2 separate regions of the Drosophila melanogaster genome follow, and region 1 is linked to region 2. The links are chromatin contacts, called in public HiChIP or PLAC-seq maps. All regions are on one chromosome and are shown on one strand. The core of a region is the stretch at or near the end of the contact, and the rest is flanking DNA. Distances in the headings are between cores, read along the strand shown. Region 1 holds the start of ssp3 (short spindle 3). Region 2 holds the start of CG10600.

Region 1 (3,507 bases), core at 323-2,822, 100 kb before region 2:
CGGGTCGGTGAACTTAACTATATCGTTCTCTCTTGTTTTTTTTTTATGATGTACGTCTTTATAAGATCCCACAGTGTAACCTTTGGTGAGAGTAACTTAAATATTTCCTATTATTTATTGTACCACTCTGCGCCTTTGCGGTTTTAAAATTGTTGACATAAAGTAAATCGATTAAAGTCCACATTTGTAGAGCCAATGCAATCAAAATTTTAGCGAATCAGATTAAAGCCATTACTTCAATTCTTCAATTTAAGTAGTACTTTTTTTCTCTTTTGTCCCACTGTATTACATCTAATTTAACTGTCTAATGTCTAATAAAATCAAGGCTAAATAGTTGTGGCTAAATTGTGATGGAAATCTGAAATGGTTTAAATTCTATAGGTTGGATTTTCCAAACCAAAATTAGACACCGGACATAAGAAGTAGAAGGGAAAACCGCAGAGTGAACTCAAATATGTATTCTGCTCCGGAAACGCCGAGTCTAACTCTATCCACCACTCAATTCGCGGAATGATTTCCCCAAAACCACCACTCCATCGTGGCCCCGCTCCACCCGCACACGTTCACACATACATAGTACACCCTCTCAAAGCGACTCCATGGCGAGGCAACAAACGAACAAACAAACAAGCACGCAGCGCAGACAAACAGACTGACGTACGTGGGCCTGAGAAATTCACACTCAGTTGAAACGGAACGAAATCGGAGGTCGAGTGACTGGCAACGCGATAAATCTCATGGGTTGCTGGCTGCGGAGCCTGGCCGCCTGTTCGTTAGAGTCCATGAATCGAAATTGTGTGGCTCAAGTGACGACGGTGTCTTTTTCGACTTCGTTCTCCCGTTCGATGCCTTAATTCAAAAATTAGTGTTGGTTACGTTGCACTCGCTTCAATTGACGAGTGCGATACTCGCATGAAGATGATACTTTCCGTCTGGGAAATAACTTGTTTTTAATATCTGTCGGTAGGTAGGACATACTTGGAAAACAAAAACATTATATGTACTTGCTGCTCAAAAGTTGAGTTTGGGGCGGAGCTAGTACCGACTCCGGGCTCGGGTTCTTTGCTTTCGTCTTTTTCGCTCCGCCGGCGCTTCTGATTCGAACAACTAGAGCAGTGAGCAGCATCATTTAGATTTAGACCGGAATTGTAACAGGCGCACAGCGCCGATAGACCGGTTCATCGACTCGCCGCGATTATTCTCGCCCTCTAACTGTCCCGCTCTGCCGGAGCTCGGGTTGTCTCGCTCGCCCGCGGTGAGCTTTCGGATGGAGCTTTGCGGTTAAGGGCCAATTTTGAAGGCAATTTTGTAATCCAAAAATTTCAAATTTGAGTTCTTTTTTTCTCTTTCGCTGTTTTACTTTTCTCCTGTAAACAAAAGAATTATTGTGCATTTTTATAGAAAGTTTTTGTAAGCGTTAATGTGAAATAATTGTGTTTGGTATTTTTTCTGTTTTTTTTGTTGAATACTCAAAAAGTTGCTCTTACAATTGAATTTACTTATAATGTCGATTAAGTGCGCGCTCGTATCGATAGTTTAGCTTCTATCGATTACCCAATGACAGATATTGCACAATTGCAGCCCAACGCTTAAATCAGCTGGCTCTGCTCGGCTGAGTTTGGCAGAAATCAAAAATTCTAATTTCTCTCTAACCGACACAAGACAAGCAGCAGACAACTGGAATAGTGAAGGGGAATCTTTCAGGCATTGATTGAACACATCGCGGTTTCTTTAGACTCGTTACGCCTTTGGAAAATGCTACCAAGTCCACTGGCGTTGCAAAATTCTGCGATAAAAACAACAAAGAAGCGACGTCTGAAATAGGAGCAACAAAAAAAACGAAATAATCAATTAAAATCAAAGTGAAAGCGAGTGTTTTTCGCGGAGTGTCTATAACGTTAAACAGTTCATCAGGATTCCGATTGCTACAAAGGACAAAACCAAAAGTTGCGTGAACAGCTGCAACAGCTGCGTGGGCAGCGACGCGGCAGAGACGCCGGCATAAGCTGCGCAGCAACAGCAAAAACAACAAGCTTTTCGGTCTTTTTCTGTTTTCTTTCCAACAATGGAAATGCGTGAGGTCTTGAGTCGCGAGGGCAGAGAGGCGAAAAATCTGCTCGTCTACCAGTTTTGCGATGAGACAACCTCAAGTGGTGCTACCAGTGGTTTCGGATCCACGGGCGGCGACGTTGGAGGAGGATCAGGTGGCGATGGACCAGCTGTTGGAAGCGGAGGCGTTCTTTTAAACGGTGACTGTAAGAACCATCAACTGTTGCTATTGAATATCCGGTACTTGAGGAGTTTTTCTCTTAGTTATAAAATTACTTTTAGGAAGAGACTCATGTAAAATGCTTAGTCATTACATGATAGTGGCAACTATTGTCTAAAAAATTGCTTATAATATATATAACGTATGTTGTATAAATTAGTAGGCTTAATTTGTTTTAAAATGGTTAATTTAGGTATTCCTCATGTCATAACCTTATGAAAACGTTACAATTACCGAGTGTTCGACTTTTAGCAAATATGATATTTTATTTGAAATTCCCATTAATAACTTAAATCTTTTGTAGGCTATCGAAAGCCACCCATGGTGCCACCGAAGTCGCCCAACGGCACGCCCAAAAACTGTCAATCGCCCACTTCCCCACGTCTGAAATCCTCTGCCAGTGTAGGATGCGGCGGAGGCAGTAGTGGTGGGCCACGCGTGCGCAGCGCCTCCACAGGAAGGGACAAGAAGTCGGAGCTGCAGGCCAGATACTGGGCCTTGCTATTCGGAAATTTGCAGAGAGCTATTAATGAGATTTATCAGACAGTGGAGTGCTATGAAAACATTTCCAGTTGCCAAGAGACTATTTTGGTGCTTGAAAACTATGTGCGAGATTTTAAGGCGCTTTGCGAATGGTTCAAAGTGTCGTGGGACTATGAATCTCGACCACTACAACAGCGTCCCCAAAGCCTGGCTTGGGAAGTGCGCAAGAGCAATCCCACTCCCAGAGTTCGGACTAGAAGTCTCTGCAGCCCCAACAACTCGGGCAAATCCAGTCCAGCCTTGTTTCCGGGTACTCAATCCGGAGAAACCTCACCGTTCTGTGATAATGGACAGATTTCGCCCAGGAAATTACTGCGTGCCTATGACCAAGTGCCAAAGGGAGCAATGCGACTGAATGTCAGAGAACTTTTTGCAGCCAGCAAGAGAGCTACTCAAGGATCATCTCAATCTGATAACATGGAGGGTCCTCTAGATTTAAGTGGCGACAAATCTAATTTCGTGTTGCGCAGCACGCAGTATGCCCAAACGGATTTGGAGGATCCACATCTAACTCTGGCGGATGTCAGGGAGAAAATGCGCATGGAGGCGGAGGAAAGAGAAGCTCAAAATAGAATTGAAAATGAGGCTTTAGAAGAAGTGACCATTCCAATAGACAATGAAGACGCAACGGAAAGCTTAAACAAACAAGAGCCATCTTCGCTCGAACTACCAATTCATAACGTAGCGGATTTAAG
Region 2 (3,346 bases), core at 559-3,058:
ACTCTGTAACTTCCTTTCCTCTCTTTTAAGACTGGAGGGCAATCTCTATATACATAATGTATGCGAAATAAAAACTATTTATCCAGTAGTTAAAAATGGTTTGAGGCTTGTAGCATTAAGCTTAAGCTTAGTCTAGTATTCGGGGTTATAGTTGACAATAAAAAAAATATATTTAGTACGCCTGATCAATCTACTCTAATCTTAGACTATGGAGAAAAAAAACAAATGTTGTAAGCACTTTAAGGACCATGGGGCGCAGAAACCATCAGTGAGTCTTTGGAATAAAAAGATCTAACATTAATAGTTGCAATACATTTAATGCAGCAACTCAATGAGCACAAGGAGCATAAATTAAGGGACCATTACCGCAAGGAACGAATGAAGTCTTCAGAGAATGTGCAAAAGTCCTACAAACATAATTATACGACAAATCAAAATCAGATACGGCAGGACTATTATTGCGATCATTCGTGGGAGGATCGTGAGTCTCCTTCTAACCATGAAGACCATGCTCAGTATTTGTTTTCCAAAAAATGTTTCAATGTTAATTATCACCCGGCACAAAATGAGAAGGTAAGCAGCAATAATGAAATTAATTTTTTTTTTTAATTTCAAATACCTTAACAAACGGAAGTGGAAACACCAGTCGAAATTAAAGGTGATGATGCAACCCAGTTCAAATTACACACCCAAGCAAGCAATTGTTCCAGCATATCTCCTTAATGATAGAAAAAGGCAGAAACCAGTCATAGAACACAGCTGTGGGGACTACCTTCTCTATAAGAATCAAAACTATGAAGCGGACCCATCTAGTAAAAGTGAGCAGTGTGAGGTCGAGGGTGGTTATAATAACATAACCCCACATCGTTTAAACCACCACCAGAAGCAAAAGAAAGACTCTGATTTACTTAATGCAGCTAAGGCTCATTGCCAGGCTGCTGCCGAAAGATTCCAGAATAAGTTTCCTTCATGCAGTAAGTGTTCCTCCTCCAACGAATCCCAATCGAAACCATCCAGAATAACCGTGATCAGTGCGAAAAGCGGAGACGATCTCAGAGCGGCTGTTCGGTCCCAAATAGAGGTCCAAGAGGCCTTGAATGCGTTTACACTTGAAGTGAAGGATAAGAGGGAGGAAGTACCATCCGAAGAAGAACGCAGTACCAAGCCCAAAAAGAGCAAACAAATTACGTCTCATACGCAAGCCGAGAAAGTGGATCCCACTGCCGAATGCGCCCAATTAGATACCCTAGGGGTTGACGATTTAGAACTCGTGGATCTAAGTGGCAGTCCTAGTGATGCCGCTATTACCAATGTGGATGTAAGTGACAGTCCTGGTGATGCAGCTATTACCAAAATGGATCTAAGAGACAGTCCTACTGATGCAGATATTAACAAAGTAATTGATCCGGTTATCAGGAACATTCAGCGCATGTATCTGAACACTCTGAAAGACGAAATGTCCCTCATGGAGTATCTAGTTACGGTCCCGGAATTAATTAAAAAAGCTTTTAAGCGTCCACTCGCTGAAAAAGAGCAAAAAATAACAAGGGAGTGTTGAAAGCACATTTAAATTGTATTTATTCAATGTTTATATATTTTGATCTTTAAAAAGGCAGTAACAAATTACAAAATGTGCACTTTTAAATAACGCGCCAAATATGACTCGCCTATAGATGGCGCACTTACACGTTACAATCGATGTTACGATATATCCATCTATTCTTTCATTCACAAGTCTATCTGCGCGGGTTGCCGCTAGATGGCGCCTAACAGAACACTGTTTATTGACTAGTGTGCACAAACGCTCCACATCTGAAGACTAGAGTTGAAAAACGACAGTGCGAGACGGCTTCTAGAACAAAAAAAAAAACTATTCGCGAATCGCTGAAAACGCCGCTGCGGAAATTCTGCCAGTCGAATGAAAATCGAGTGGAAGAGGGCGCGGGTGAATTGCAAACGGAGCGTAAGATAAAAGACACGGCTAGCTGAGAGGCGTCACGTAGACGGCCGACTGATCGATATTCAATACAGGCGTAGGGCAACACGCACACACACCCATACGCGCGTGTGTGTGCCACTGCACACACAAACACATGGAGAACACTCGAGGTGGCGAAAATAATGTAGAATTGGCCAACGGCGGCAAGGAATCCACGGGAAATGTACGAAAACCGGAGAAGAAGCCACTGGAAGGAGCGGTCGGGGCTTCCAAGCAGCGGGAGACGCCTGAAAAGGGCGTAAACAAAGCGTCGGCAGTGGAAAACAACAACGCAAATGCCCGCGGAAATGCCAGTCCAACAACTACAAGCGCACAGCGAGAAGCAACAACAACAATTACGCCAGTGGAACCAACAGCAGCAGCAACAACTACAAACGGCAACACTTTACCCACACAACAGCAACAACAACTGCAGTCAGGCGATGGCAACGCAAATAACCCAACAACAAATGCACGTATAATGCTAGCTGCAGCTGAAGAGGAACAGGCAGTAGCATCGTCGGTGGCAACAACTGCAGGGGCACCCACAGCCGCAACAACAACTGCAACAACAACCGCGTTGGCAGACACAACAAAAACAAGCACAAGTACGGACGAGAAGACAGGTAAAGTAAAGCGAAATTCGCAGAACACGAATCCAATGTCAACTAATGTGATTTGCACACCCACCCACTCGCCAACGCCGCCCACAGAAGAGCGCAACCACAAAAGGAAGAAGAGAGACAGGGAGCGGGATGAAGACAAGAATCGGCGCAGCAACAACCACAACAGCAGCAGCAAGGATCGGGACAAGGATAGGGATCGGGACAAAGAGCGGGACAAGGAGCGCGATAGGGAGCGGGAGCGCGACAGGAATCGCGAGAGCAGCTCCAAATCCTCCAAGGAGGCCGAACACAAGTCCAGCTCATCGCGCAGCAAGGAGAAGTATCATCGCAGTGATAGGGACCGCGAACGGGAGAAGGAGCGCGATCGGGAGAAGGTGAGCCCAGGAACCGTTTCGAAAGTGCAGAACGCATACAGAAACGTTGATTTATTGTAAACTCTGATCTGATTTCCAGAACATACATTTCTTTAATAAGTAAATGTCAATTTCTAGTAAAACTAACAAACAAAAGTATTGTCAGGGTCTTACCACCCATTTACTACGAATAAGCAAGACACGTGATCTTAAATACAGCGAGTCATAATTCTCAGAACCTTTTATTTTTGATGCGCTACATGTTTATAGTATACTTTCCAGTTTACATAGTGCTAAGTAAACCTCTACAAGATTGCACAGCTGTCCATCAAAGTAGAAATAATGAAGCACTACAAATTTATATTTTCCAGATTCCTTCCTCGTCGTCC

The links. HiChIP or PLAC-seq counts read pairs in DNA pulled down with a chosen protein or histone mark.
Region 1: a POLR2A S2P HiChIP or PLAC-seq map of the Kc167 cell line shows a contact between it and region 2, with 3 times the contacts expected there. The contact joins the promoter of ssp3 here to the promoter of CG10600 in region 2. A contact is called at or near these places in 21 of 107 Hi-C or Micro-C datasets (the Clone 8 cell line, the D17-c3 cell line, the Kc167 cell line and 7 more) and 4 of 6 datasets of contacts at active chromatin or transcription factors (the Kc167 cell line and the S2 cell line).

What each region holds. Positions count from the first base shown.
Region 1 is chr2L:18,942,025-18,945,531 of dm6, reverse strand. ssp3 (short spindle 3) reads left to right here and starts at 1,572. Exons shown (of 11, transcript NM_001299140.1): 1 at 1,572-2,249; 2 at 2,574-3,507. The coding sequence starts at 2,066.
Region 2 is chr2L:18,838,141-18,841,486 of dm6, reverse strand. CG10600 reads left to right here and starts at 1,808. Exons shown (of 8, transcript NM_136069.4): 1 at 1,808-2,604; 2 at 2,692-2,978; 3 at 3,329-3,346. The coding sequence starts at 2,094. CG31752 reads left to right here and starts at 177. Exons shown (of 3, transcript NM_165266.3): 1 at 177-268; 2 at 325-573; 3 at 635-1,859. The coding sequence starts at 209. The coding sequence ends at 1,558. It overlaps CG33120, which reads left to right. Exons shown (of 4, transcript NM_176059.2): 4 at 1-87. The coding sequence ends at 9.